Linked DNA regions of Gossypium hirsutum: region 1 is linked to region 2. Evidence: chromatin contacts called from public Hi-C data. All regions are on one chromosome and are shown on one strand. The core of a region is the stretch at or near the end of the contact, and the rest is flanking DNA. Distances in the headings are between cores, read along the strand shown. Region 1 holds the start of LOC107888190. Region 2 holds the start of LOC107887384.

Region 1 (6,433 bases), core at 337-2,836, 220 kb after region 2:
ATCATTCCTCGACTAATATTTTCATTATGCAGGTTGATGAAAGCACAAGCGCTTGGAGATACAGCAAGTTTGGAGTTCATGAGGGGAAGGAGGATCCTGGAGATTAATCCAGATCATCCGATTATTAAAGACTTGAATGTAAGACCATTTAGTTGAACTTGATTGCAGATATTCTAGCGTAGCATTCTTTTAATTAGTTTGTGGAGAACTAGGTGTGTTTGATAGAACAGTTATCTTGGGACCACAGGAACCCAAGAAAGCACAAAGTAGAATGGCTGCAATACACTTGACACTATTAGTTCAGATAACTGCAGACTCTGTTTAAATTATGTGCACTTTGTTTAAGCCGGTAAAAATATTAATTGTTAGAAGTGTATTACGAAAATGTTGATATATCAAGACATGCTGTCCTTGATTTTTGTTTATTCAATGACGGCCATAAGGTAATTAGACAAGTGTATTATGAAAATGTTGATATATCAAGACTTGCTGTCCTTGATTTTCGTTTATTCAATGACGGCCATAAGGTAATTAGCCCTTGTCTAATTCTGATGTTAATTTCAATTAATTTTCTTTGCAGGCTGCTTGCAAGAATGCGCCTGAAAGCAGTGAAGCCAAGAGAGCAGTTGACTTGTTGTATGATACAGCATTGATCTCCAGTGGTTTTTCTGTAAGTGGACAGACTCATTTTTTTTGTTCAGCCAACATTTTTGCCGATATGTATTGTTTATGTACCATAAAATTTCTTACGTCTCTCTTTAATCATGCAGCCCGACAGCCCCGCTGAGTTAGGTAACAAGATATATGAGATGATGGCAATGGCACTTGGAGGAAGATGGGGTAGATATGAGGACGATGATGAAGTGGAAGCATCAGAAGTTAGTGCTGCTGAAACTGATACGAGTGCCAGTGAAGCTTCAGAGAACCAAGTGATCGAACCATCGGAAGTAAGGACAGAGAGTGATCCTTGGCAAGATTAAAGTGTCGTGTAATTTAAATAAAAATTTTCCTGTATTATCTGATTGCTATTAACAAAATAATCCAGAAGGAAAGAAAAGTTGTGGGTTCGGTTTGGGAAGATGAGGAGGTTAGTGATAATGGCTGTTCCTATGGTGGATTAAAGTTACTTATACGTGATGATTTTAATTTTTAAAGCATCCAAGGAAAGTTGTCTTTTGAGTTGCTGCTTTTCCTTCACTTGGATGATAATGGTGGCTTAAATTTCGAGGAGTTTTGCTACATCGTCTGAAAATAAAGAGAAAAGTCAACAAACCAGGAGCTAATTGACATATTTAGGGATTCTTACAAGACGATCCAATGAAAATCTGTACTAAATGTGTAAATCGTATTGGCTTAGCGAGGCAAGTGTCAGATATAAAAACAAAAAACTCTTAAATGTTGGATTGTGTGAACAACAATTTATCGGGTTTAGAGGGCAGGACATAGCCGGCAGCAGCCTGTTAAATTACAGTTGTTGACATTATAAACGTTCTTTTCAACGTCCAAATCATCTTCCTGAAGACACCTTCCTCTGTTGGCATCTTTCGACTGTCATCAGGCCGGTTCGTAGATAGCTTGTAGCTATTGTCCGTCGCTTCCGTTTAAGCCACTTGACATGCCTGCAACTAATCAATCTGTAGAAGGCATTGAATTTTGTCAAAAAGCATAACATTTGAACATACTAAATATATTATGCTTTCAGCCGTAAGCGCCAGCCAAAACTGCCAAATTACATTCAGCTTCTGTTCTATTTGTTTGATCTCAACTTTTAAGTAACCACTCCTAATAAAATAAGAGATTGTTGAATTAGTTCAACTTCAAATAAAGAATTACATCATTGACAATGCCGACATCCGGAGCATATTCAAAGCACTTTACCGATCCGAGATGTATTTTAGTTGTTATTTTTGTACTGACATATAAAGCACCAGCTTTTCTAATACAGGCTCATTCATTCAAAAAGCAGGGTCTTATCCAATCATTCCCTGTTCCAACAGACAATGGCTTCTTTCTCAATAGAAGATTTTGTTGGTCATGGGGTTCTCAAGGAATTGATTCCAAAGTTATTAGAAGAAGGTTGGGATGACGTCCCAACTTTAAAGATCATGAATCCAGAGGATATGGATGCAATCAATATGACACAACATCAAAAGGTTAAAAATCTTTTCACCTCTCTAAGTATAGTAAATTATCACTATATATTCTTATTTCTATGTTCTTCAGGATGCTCTGGAGATCAGAACATACCTTCATGATCGAGCTCTTATGCAATATGGAGATAAGTTAGAGGCCTCCAGGAAAAGCCTACCTGAGCTCCTTAACTTAAGCACCGAGGATCTGTCTTCGCAATTTGGCATGAAAAGGGGCCACATTGCACGTTTCACAGATAGAAACAATAAATGCACCGATCCTCTACCCAAATCTTATGGCCTCCCTGCAAGGAAACTCTCAGTTACACCATCTAGAAGTAACACCACTTATAAGATGCAAACCATAAGAAAATCCTTCTCCAGGAGCAGCACAAACAATGACAGGTCGCTGGAAGAATCACTGGCTGATTTCAAGATTAAAGATGGATACATATTTAAAGGGATTGTTGCTGCAGGGCCAGCTGAGCCTCGAGCATGTGGTTGCGTTCAACCTCCTCCTGTGGTTGACAATGTGGCACCTTACTCTGCTATTGAAAACATATCAGTTCAGAGATTAACTCCTGAGTATAAGATTGGAATGGAGCGTTTGGTGAAAACCAAGACTCCACCTATGAAAGCTTCAGAACTGTGGCGAGATAAGCCGGCTGTTCTCCTATGCATTCGACGGCCTGGGTAAAGTCACTCATCATATCCGACCAATTCCTTTAACTAATCCATAAAATAAAAGCAAAATCATGATATATTCAGTGATAAGAACTGAGTGTCTTGCAAAATCACTCGTTGATATGTTTAGATGAAAGGAACCATTTATTTTACTGACATGGAAACTATGATAAATCTTTTGCCACATGATTACAGGTGCATTATGTGTAGAGCTGAAGCTCACCAGCTCTATGCCAAAAAGCCAATATTTGATGCACTGGGAATTCAAATGTTTGCAGTTTTTCATGAACATATAGAATCAGAGGTGCCTGGTATACTTCAAAATATTTCTCCAAAAAACTCCTATTTTATTTCCTCAGATATCAAATCTTGATGCAGATAAAAGACTTTTGGCCACGTTATTGGGGCGGGGTTGTGGTCTTCGACCGGACTATGGGATTCTTCAAAGCTCTTGGAGGTGGGAAATTACTTAAAGACAAGTTTCTATCAGGATTTGTGTTCAACCCCAGGGCTATTGCAAATTATAAACGTGCAAAATCTATGGGAATAGAACAAAATTTCAAAGGAGAAGGTGAAATTAAGGGTGGCCTTTTTATAGTTGGTCCAGGAGGAACTGGAATAGCTTACCAGTTTATAGAGAGGAATTTTGGAGATTGGGCTCCTGTAGCTGAAGTTGTAGAGATATGTGCTCGATTAAAAGTAATTGCTATGAACTCTCTTAATTCCAAATCATGGTATCACTAATTATCATCGAATTAACGTAAACCAACTTTTGTTTCTACAAAATGGTGTAGAATCAACAGCAAGATGAAGGAGATTCTAGCAGATCACCGCAAGAACACAAGTGAAGTGGTTCCTCATAGTTCCAACTTTCTATCGTTGTTGGAATAAACAAAGTGCATGCAATGTTCTCAGTCTTTAACATTGCTCAACGGCTTGTATTATTAGTATGAAACGGAGAATACCCTCTACGGATTGGATAGGCATTTTCTTTTTGAATAAAATGCAATTCGATGATTCATAATAACATAAAATTTGAGTGAAACAATAATTATGTACCTTCTCAAAGGTGTTGGATTTTTGAAGAAGGAGAGGTTGAAATCGAAGCAAAAGATGAAAATTGGAGAAGTTAATTTTTGGTGAACTATTTCATTAAAAAACTGGTACTTTGTTTACATGAAAAATCATGCTTAAATAAACTAAAAATAGTAATAAAATATTACAAATTGGCTTAATTCAGTGACCAGATTCATGTAACTTTCTTTTTCATTTGCTGGTTTTTGTCTAATCGCCTGCCAAAATGTTTAATCAAAATTTATCATAGTTTCAGTTCAAGTTGGCAAGTTGGCAACTTGTAGAGTGAAGAGCTCGCAGGTGAGCTCTCATGCTTGGTGGCTGTTCTAGTGAGCTTGCAGTCTTGGTGAGCTCGCATTTTTTGGTGAGCTTGCACATTGGGTGAGCTCGCAGTTCGCAGTTAGCAGGTGAGCTCGCATCTTTTGGTGAGCTTGTAGCTCACATTTAGCATGGATGGTCATTTCACAATACTCCTCCTTGACCTCCAAGCTTCGAAATCCAATATCATAACGCAGCTTTTCAAACCTCATCTTCACAAGGGGTTTTGTTAGAGTATCAAGAGTTTTGCATCTTTGCCTGCACTCAAGCTTGTGCTTCGATGAGCTCACATTTTTATGGCATCGCACTTTTCTAGCACACATTTCATTTAGCTTGTAGCTTGCGCTTTTTGTAACACTCCTAACCCGTATTTGATGTTGAAACAGGGTTACAGAGCATTATTGGACTTATAACTTATACTATCAAATATTTGATAATCAAATACCATTCAAAAACATTCATACAATCTCTAATACGAGCCCTCGAGGCCTCAAATAGACATTAAAAGTGGTTCAGAACTAAACCGAGACTCAAGGAATTTAAAAAAAAATTGAAAACTTTCAAAGTGCAGGGGACACACTCCTGTGTCTCAGGCAGTGTGGGCATTCGAAATGGGGTTATACGGCCGTGTCCCATCCCGTTTCCGACCCTGTGTAACTCACTGACTTGGGTCACACGGCCAACCACACGCCCGTGTGCCAGGCTGTGTACCATTTGAAATGGCCTTAAAGGTAACATATGCTCGTGTCTTGAACTCGTGTAACTCTCTTTTTTCACCCAAGAACAAATTGATGACACACGGCCTAGTACGCGCACACGGGCGTGTCCCATATCCACATGGGCTTGTGACCCCTGTTTAGTGGAAAATTTTCTATGTTGTTGTGAAATTTTCTAAAGTTCTCGGTTTAGTCTCGAACCACTTCTGATGCATGTTTTGGGCCTTGTAGGCTCGTATTAGGGACATTGTGATTATGTATGTATAGTTTTAATTTGGACGCAAATGTATGGCTCGGAAATGTATGTTTGCTTGTGTTTAATTCCGGTAATGCCTCGTACCCTATTTCGGCGTTGAATATGGGTAAGGGGTGTTACATCAAACGCCCGTATGCTAGGCCATGTGCTAGGCCATGCGAAACTGGAGGGTATACTGACTTGTGCCACACGGCCAAGCCACACGCCCGTGTGCTAGGCCGTGTGAAACTATTGACTTGATTTTTATAGGAGTACCAGGGGACACACAGCCATGTGACCTGGCCATGTGTCACACACGGCTGAGATACACGCCCGTGTCTCTGCCCATGTGGACAAAAATAGGCCATTTTCCAGGCCATATTACTCACCTACATTGGTATCAACCTATAAACATCAATTTGCACATATCCAAGGCATAAATAGGCATTCAAAACCAACCAATATCAAGTTTATAACATGTAATATCTACACATACAACATGATATCCATAAGCACATTCACTTGACCACTTTAACACATATCAAACATACTTCTAAAGTCTACCTAGATGGTAAAATACATATATGAGACATTGTGCCTAAAGCCTAGCATGCATACTCATTTCATTTCCAACCATCTAGTACCAAAACACATTTGTACAAGCACGACATTCTTATAGCAACTATACACCACATATCATAAGGCCATTTATACATATATACGTACCAAAATATATGACCAATTTACAAGCCAAATCAAATGGCCAAAACTCAACAAGACATATAGACCTTATTAGCCAAAAATACCTATACATGTCATTTAACCCAAAATATAAAGTCTAAAGTACCAAAATGATTGTTTGATAGTGTGACTCAATCTCCGACGACTTTCGAACTGAGCAAGCTTCCGAAATACTATAAATCACGGAAAATAAACAGAGTAAGCAATTAAACTTAGTAGGTTCGTTTAACTAAAATATAACTTACCATTCATCCACAATTTAGATAAGCATAATTAAAACGTAGGAAATTTCCAATTGGCCCTAAGCCAAACACAAAATCACAATCATGTTAGCCATATATGAATTTAACAATTTAAATTACTTTCCATATTACACATGAATACTTGTACTAGTTTGTATTGAACTCGTATAACCTTGTATTATCACTATATCCGTTGAACCAATTGGAATACTATCGGATACTCAGGTATCTCGTACACTAAGTGCCAATACATGGTCAAAACCACCTCTATCTCATATCCCATATAGAGATGCT
Region 2 (6,132 bases), core at 229-2,728:
GCCAAAAACCTACAGCATTGGCCGACCAAGTCCCCATCAGAAAATAAGGCAGAAATCAGCAAAAATTGTCCCCCACTTGTCCATTTCACGAAAGGGAATTCAGTCATCTTGCTTGGGGATTAGTTTTTTGAGAGGAAGAATTACTTGCTGTCAAAAGAAATGAAAATGAAACCTAAATTAGTATTAGTTGCTTACATATTAAATCACATAGGTAGATTCAAATGATCCAATGCATTTTCTAGACTATTTTACTAATCAAATCCCAATCACTTAGAATTACGTGCAAATGCATATGATAAACAGAAAACTATTGATATCACCACCGTTACCTATAGAATATAGAAATGGTAGTGGTACATGTGAAACTGTTAATTCAGTACCATATTTTATGGTATTTTTTAACCCTCCATGTTTTGAGATCCCCAATCCCCATGCATTTGCAATGTAAACAACCCTTCTTTTTTTGTCTTTTTTCTACTCAAAATAAATACTACTACTACTAATAATTCTTGGTTTTTTTCTCTTTAATAATTTTTAGCCGAAAAAGATATTTGGTTTTCTTGGCTGCCTAAGGATATGGTGAACCAGTGAGGTAATGACACGTAATAGTAACAAAAATAAGTTGGGGGATCCAAAATGTACCTAATTGTACCTCCACATCCTGAAATCCGTTGCCACCTATTTTTAGCCTTTTCCACCATCTTACAAACGTCACCATTCATCGGCTTCGTCACCCAAATAAATATCACTTCAAAATAAAGGTTGGACGTTCATCACAAGATGGATACACGTGTCTCTTATAAAATCCTCACACAAGAAAGGAAAAGTCTTAACGGTGGGCTATAAATCCAGAACACATTAAATTTTTTTATCAAACGGAGCTTGATTGTAATTTAAAATTAGAACTAAAATCACACATTTTCAACATAGTTTGTCCAGAGTTAGTAGCTTGCCGCCTAACAACCATTTTTCATTAAAACTTTTCTTTCTAAATAATTAATTACGGTATAATAAATTTAATTTTCAAAATTTTTACATTTTAAAAATTTTATTTTAATTTAATCTGTAATATTTATGTAAATGTGTAAATATTAAGATTAAATTTTTTTATTTCTTTTTAGAAGAAAGATCTAATTAATAAAATATATAAACATTGATATTAACTTTATTATTATACCAATCAAAATTATATACAATTAACATAAGGCATTAATATAAACTAATTGTTCTTAATTATTTACTTTTAAAAAATTATAAATTAAATTATTTTAATTTTATTAAAAAAATTAATTTACTCAATTTTAAAATTTACATAGATTAAACAAATTTTTTTATGAAAGCTTTTTACTTTTAAGATGGTTAGAAATATTTTGAATTTAAATTTAATTATTCAAATATAATATTAATATATTTTATTCTATTCACAAGTCAAGATGTTATTTTTAAAGAAACTTAACACGTGTGAACGAAATCATCGTCATCTTCATCATATCTTCACTGGTTTCGCATACACGTTAAAACTTCCCCTTCTTTTTGTTTTACTTTCTCTGCCGGCTTTTTATTTTACAACTGATTACGGAAGATTTCATTTCTCCGGCGAAAAACAAGACAAACAAAATTGTTGACTTAAAAGAACAGAGCTGAGATTTCCGACACCTTTGTCGGCTTCGAAAAATTTTAAAAAAATTCAAAAGGAAAGGGAAAAAGGAGAGAAAAATTGTTTTGGGGGGCTTTCTTTTTCTTGTTTACTTCTTCTTGATGTTGTTGCTGTTTGGTTGGAAGGAAAATGTTAATTTCCTTTTTTTAAATTTCTGAGAAACTGATCAGGTAAAGTGGCGTTCTCTGTGTGGTTAAACATAGTTCTAAAATAGGTTGGGGATAATTAATGCTAAAACTGAGTCAATAAATAAAAGGCTTGTCGTGGGTGGTTCTCTCTCAAAAACCCAAAAATAAATAATCAGGGAAAACAAATAGAGCCGTTTGTTTGGTTTGCTATGGCCATTAATAGCACATAGAAGTAGAGATTTTTTACTTTTGACCCTTTTAATTACGATGTTTTTTTTGGATAATTACAAGAACTCTCTCATTTCCTTAATAATCTCTGTTTTCTTTCTTTCATCTGTTGTGAAAATCCCTCTTAAAACACCCAAAGCTGGGGTTTAGAGCTTTGTTTTTTAAGCTTCTTTATTCCTATTATTTACTTTGTTTCCTTTCGAGCTATCCCAAACTCCAAAGACTCTTCCTCACCCTTAAGGCCCCCTTTGTTTCATGTACAACCTTGTTTATGTTTTCACTTGGCTTTTACAGTGAAGATTGTTGGAAGTTCCAGCACTGAATCAACAGAGAAGAACCAAAAAAAAAGAGGTACTGTAAAACTATAATTTAGCTTAGTAATTTTAATAACTCTGTTATCTTTTTGTATGAATGTGTTTCTCTTTTCATGGTTTCTTGTATTTGTTGGGATCTGCTTCACATCTTTGATATTCTCTCCTTTTGGTTTTTACGTCTTTGTTTTCTTGAGCTTGAGAGTTATATAAAATATGGGATTTTTGTTATAAAAAATATTATAATATGTTAGATCTGGTTAGAGCTAGAAAACAGAACATATTGCGGCATTGTTGTAAAAAAAGGTTTCATTTTTTAGGGTTTTAAAATCAGTTAAAAGCTTTTGAGTTATAATTTAGTGGTTGTAAGTTCATATAAGCTTTTCAAAAAGTTTTTTTTTTCTAACCCTCTCTTGTCTTTTTGTATATTGAGGACTGACTAAGAAAAGATTCCTCATGGTGAACAGAAATATATTTTTTGGTCATGAATCAGTTTCTTCAGATTGTTGCGCTTTACTCTGTTATTGCTGTATATATTTGAATAAATTATTAGCTAGAAGTAACCGACTGTGGATTGGAATTTTTTAGGGCTTCAAATTTTGGTGGAAATTGTTGGTTTTCTAAGATGATAAATAAGCTTTGCTTACAAAGTTCTTCTCATCTGTTTTTGTTACTTTCATCACTGGTCATTTTAGCTTTGGGTTTCTTTGCTTTTGAATTTTATTCTTTGGAGATCAGTTAGTTTTTTGTGTTAAAGCTGCTCGGTTTGTATATTTCTATGCTTGGAAAAATGTTTGTGGAAGCCATCGTTTATGACATGGCAGTTTCAATTGATCATATGAGCTGCTTCATCTTTACATCCTTTTTTTATCAACTCTGTATTTTTATATGTCAGCCAATGCCAATAGCTGTTTTCTATTCAATCATTTTTCGATGATTTTGAGTTGGTTGATGATGATCTAACTTTGTCCTGCATTTCATGGCCAGAATAGTTCACAAATGCCATGTGGTTTAAGATATCAACTCGTAGCAACCACGAGGCCTATTGATGTAAAACATGAAACTTGGTAATAATATATTTTCTAATTTTCCTTCTCATCATCTCGATCGCTCTGTTTGTATATGTTATCTTTGCTTTCTGTTTTCTTTGTCTGCTGGAAGTCAGTTCTGCTTTAGTTTATCACTGCACTTCTTTTTCAAAATTTGACTGCATATGATGTTTAACCTGGTTTCGAATGTGTTAGTCTACATTTTCATCTTTCAGGTGTTACTAACTCGTGAATGTTTTGGTTGCAGATAGTGAACAAGTGCTTTGCCATTCAACTGTAGGCCTCAAGAGTGACTCAAAGCCGTATTCCTTTATAGACTCTAAACCTTTCAAAAACAAAGAGAAGCCTCTGGATTCTGTTGGACTGAATGCAGAAGGATTTGTGAAGGATGATATGAACAGGGTAATGCATGATATAAAAGGAAATGATGGAGATACGGACCCCATGCTATATCTAGAGAAGACAGGAGATGGATGGCCAGCATCAAAACTTAATTGTTCTATGAGTGTAAATGACTTTTCCAATGGTAATGAAAAGGAGGCCCGAGATTTCGTGCCACCAAATTCTCATTCTTTGAAGAATATGGGTTCATTTCAGGACTCGGTTTTTTATTTGGACAAAAGTGTAATGGAATGTGCATTGCCCGAATTGGTAGTTTGCTATAAAGAGAGTGCATATCATGTCGTCAAAGACATCTGTATTGATGAGGGAGTTCCAACTCAGGACAAGTTCTTGTTTGACAGTGGTGTGGACAAGAAGAGTGATTGCAACTTTCTGCCTTCTGAAGAGGATCAAGACAGTAAGCTGCTGAAAGAAAAACCGGAGAGTGATATATCTATGCAAGCTGGTTCCATGTATCCAGAAGAAAATCAAATGGACAAGGATAATGAACGTGATTCTAATAAAAAAACCATTTCTGATAAATATACCCAAGATATTTCCTTATCTCTAGAAGAAAATGAGCCTAAAAACAGAATTCCAAGTCAATGTGATACGGAGGATTTGATACTGTCTAGGAAAATGATGGACGACACAATGAAAATGGCCAGAGATGATGTCTCCAAAGAGTTGTTTACCCTTGGAGAGTTGCTTTCCATGCCAGAATTCAGCACAGTGAAACCCGAAGCTATGTCATCCAATTGCAAAAGTGATGGAATCAAACAACAGTGTTTTCAGGTAAACTCATCTTGGTCAAAGTTACTAAATTCCGATGTACTATGCTGAAATTCCTTGGAATAACAATATGGATTCACCAATGTATGCAGGGAAACATGCATGGTTATATTTTATCATCCCCTAATTTTTGCATTCATGTTTGTGTTTAGCATCGAAGGCACCTCGTTTTCTAGTAATTATATGTGTTTCCCATAATGAACGGACCCTCTGTATGAAAAGTTGAAACAAGAAGAAAAACCATTGTAATTTTGTTTTCCACCTAAGTTAGGAATCTATGAATATCTGAAAGTGATAAGTATCCAGATTGTTGAAGTTACTTTTCTGTTAGGGGTTCACATCTTAGGAAGTAACATGATGTATTTTGACTTCTACGCAGAACTCAAAGGAGAAGGAAGTCATGGTGATGCCTCCTTTGGTTTCTGCAGATAAAGAATCAAACAATAGCTGCAAGGAGACAATTCTATCTGCTTCTGCCCCGGTCTCTGTAGCTGAAGAAATGGACAGTGTGAAAGGGGAAGCTACCATGTTCAGCCCTGCTACCAGCAGCAGCCTTGTCAATGAGGTATCAGATGATAGCAAACTGGCAGCTCGAAGTATCGCATTTGGCTTTGATTCTTCTGCATTGACGAGCAGCAAAGATGAGGGTTGCCACAATCTTGATCGTGAAGCTCTTGAGACTGGCCATACACCCAAGCTTGAAGACATAGCTGATCAGCCTTCTTCAAACAATCTTCAATGTGGAAACGGAGAGTCTAGTTTCTCTGCTGCTGGCCTTGTAACAGGTCTAATAAGTTACTCTGGGCCGATAGCATATTCAGGCAGTCTCTCTCATAGATCAGATAGCAGCACAACGAGCACGCGATCCTTTGCCTTTCCAATGTAATTTACCTACATCTATTTTGTTTCTTGCTTCTAACTTGTTTGTTAATAACCAACTAATCCTTGTTTCCTTTGATTCAGATTGCAGTCTGAATGGAATAGCAGTCCAGTAAGAATGGCAAAAGCAGATCGGAGACATTACCGGAAGCATAGGGGTTGGAGGCAGGGACTCCTTTGCTGTAGATTCTGAAAATCCATAGGTTATACAAATTTTTATTAATTTTGTTTATCAAGTTATATACATCATCTACTTATCTCTGGCTTGGCTTGTAATGTGCAGTAGGTTTTAGAGTTTGGATCTCATGCATGCAAATTGAGCTGCAAACAATATCCTAATCCTATAATATTCATATATCATTGTAGTATTTATTTATTTACTTTTGGTTTTTGGCTTTCGTGTTCATAATCTCAACATATATCAGATAAAGAGAGTTCATCATTAGTCATAATTGTTTTGCCTCCACATTTCTGGTTCATAATATCAGACCCACAAATCGATTGGCGGCTCAAATGGAATGATAACTAAAAATTTAGTTTCAACTTTTATAATTAAAATATCCAGTGTTCAACTCCTGTTTATTTTTTTTTCTAAAACCGGAATATAACTATGCTTAATGCCTGCTGGGTTAAACGGGAAATTTTCTCTTTAGCCCTCAAAATATAAGCATTTTAATGAAACAATTTTAACCTCCTGATCCTTAAAT

The links. Hi-C and Micro-C count contacts between places; a contact is called where the count stands out from the background.
Region 1: a Hi-C map of leaf shows a contact between it and region 2, with 2.2 times the contacts expected there. The contact joins the promoter of LOC107888190 here to the promoter of LOC107887384 in region 2. A contact is called at or near these places in 2 of 34 Hi-C or Micro-C datasets (callus and leaf).

The regions. Positions count from the first base shown.
Region 1 is chrA03:70,470,142-70,476,574 of Gossypium_hirsutum_v2.1, forward strand. LOC107888190 reads left to right here and starts at 1,587. Exons shown (of 5, transcript XM_016812307.2): 1 at 1,587-2,153; 2 at 2,224-2,822; 3 at 3,009-3,117; 4 at 3,192-3,512; 5 at 3,608-3,907. The coding sequence starts at 2,001. The coding sequence ends at 3,661. It overlaps LOC107887391 (heat shock protein 90-5, chloroplastic), which reads left to right. Exons shown (of 18, transcript XM_041096083.1): 16 at 33-138; 17 at 581-670; 18 at 771-1,179. The coding sequence ends at 980.
Region 2 is chrA03:70,251,839-70,257,970 of Gossypium_hirsutum_v2.1, forward strand. It overlaps LOC107887384, which reads left to right and starts at 1,479. Exons shown (of 6, transcript XM_016811596.2): 1 at 1,479-1,827; 2 at 2,308-2,364; 3 at 3,312-3,391; 4 at 3,621-4,549; 5 at 4,926-5,428; 6 at 5,510-5,805. The coding sequence starts at 3,382. The coding sequence ends at 5,618.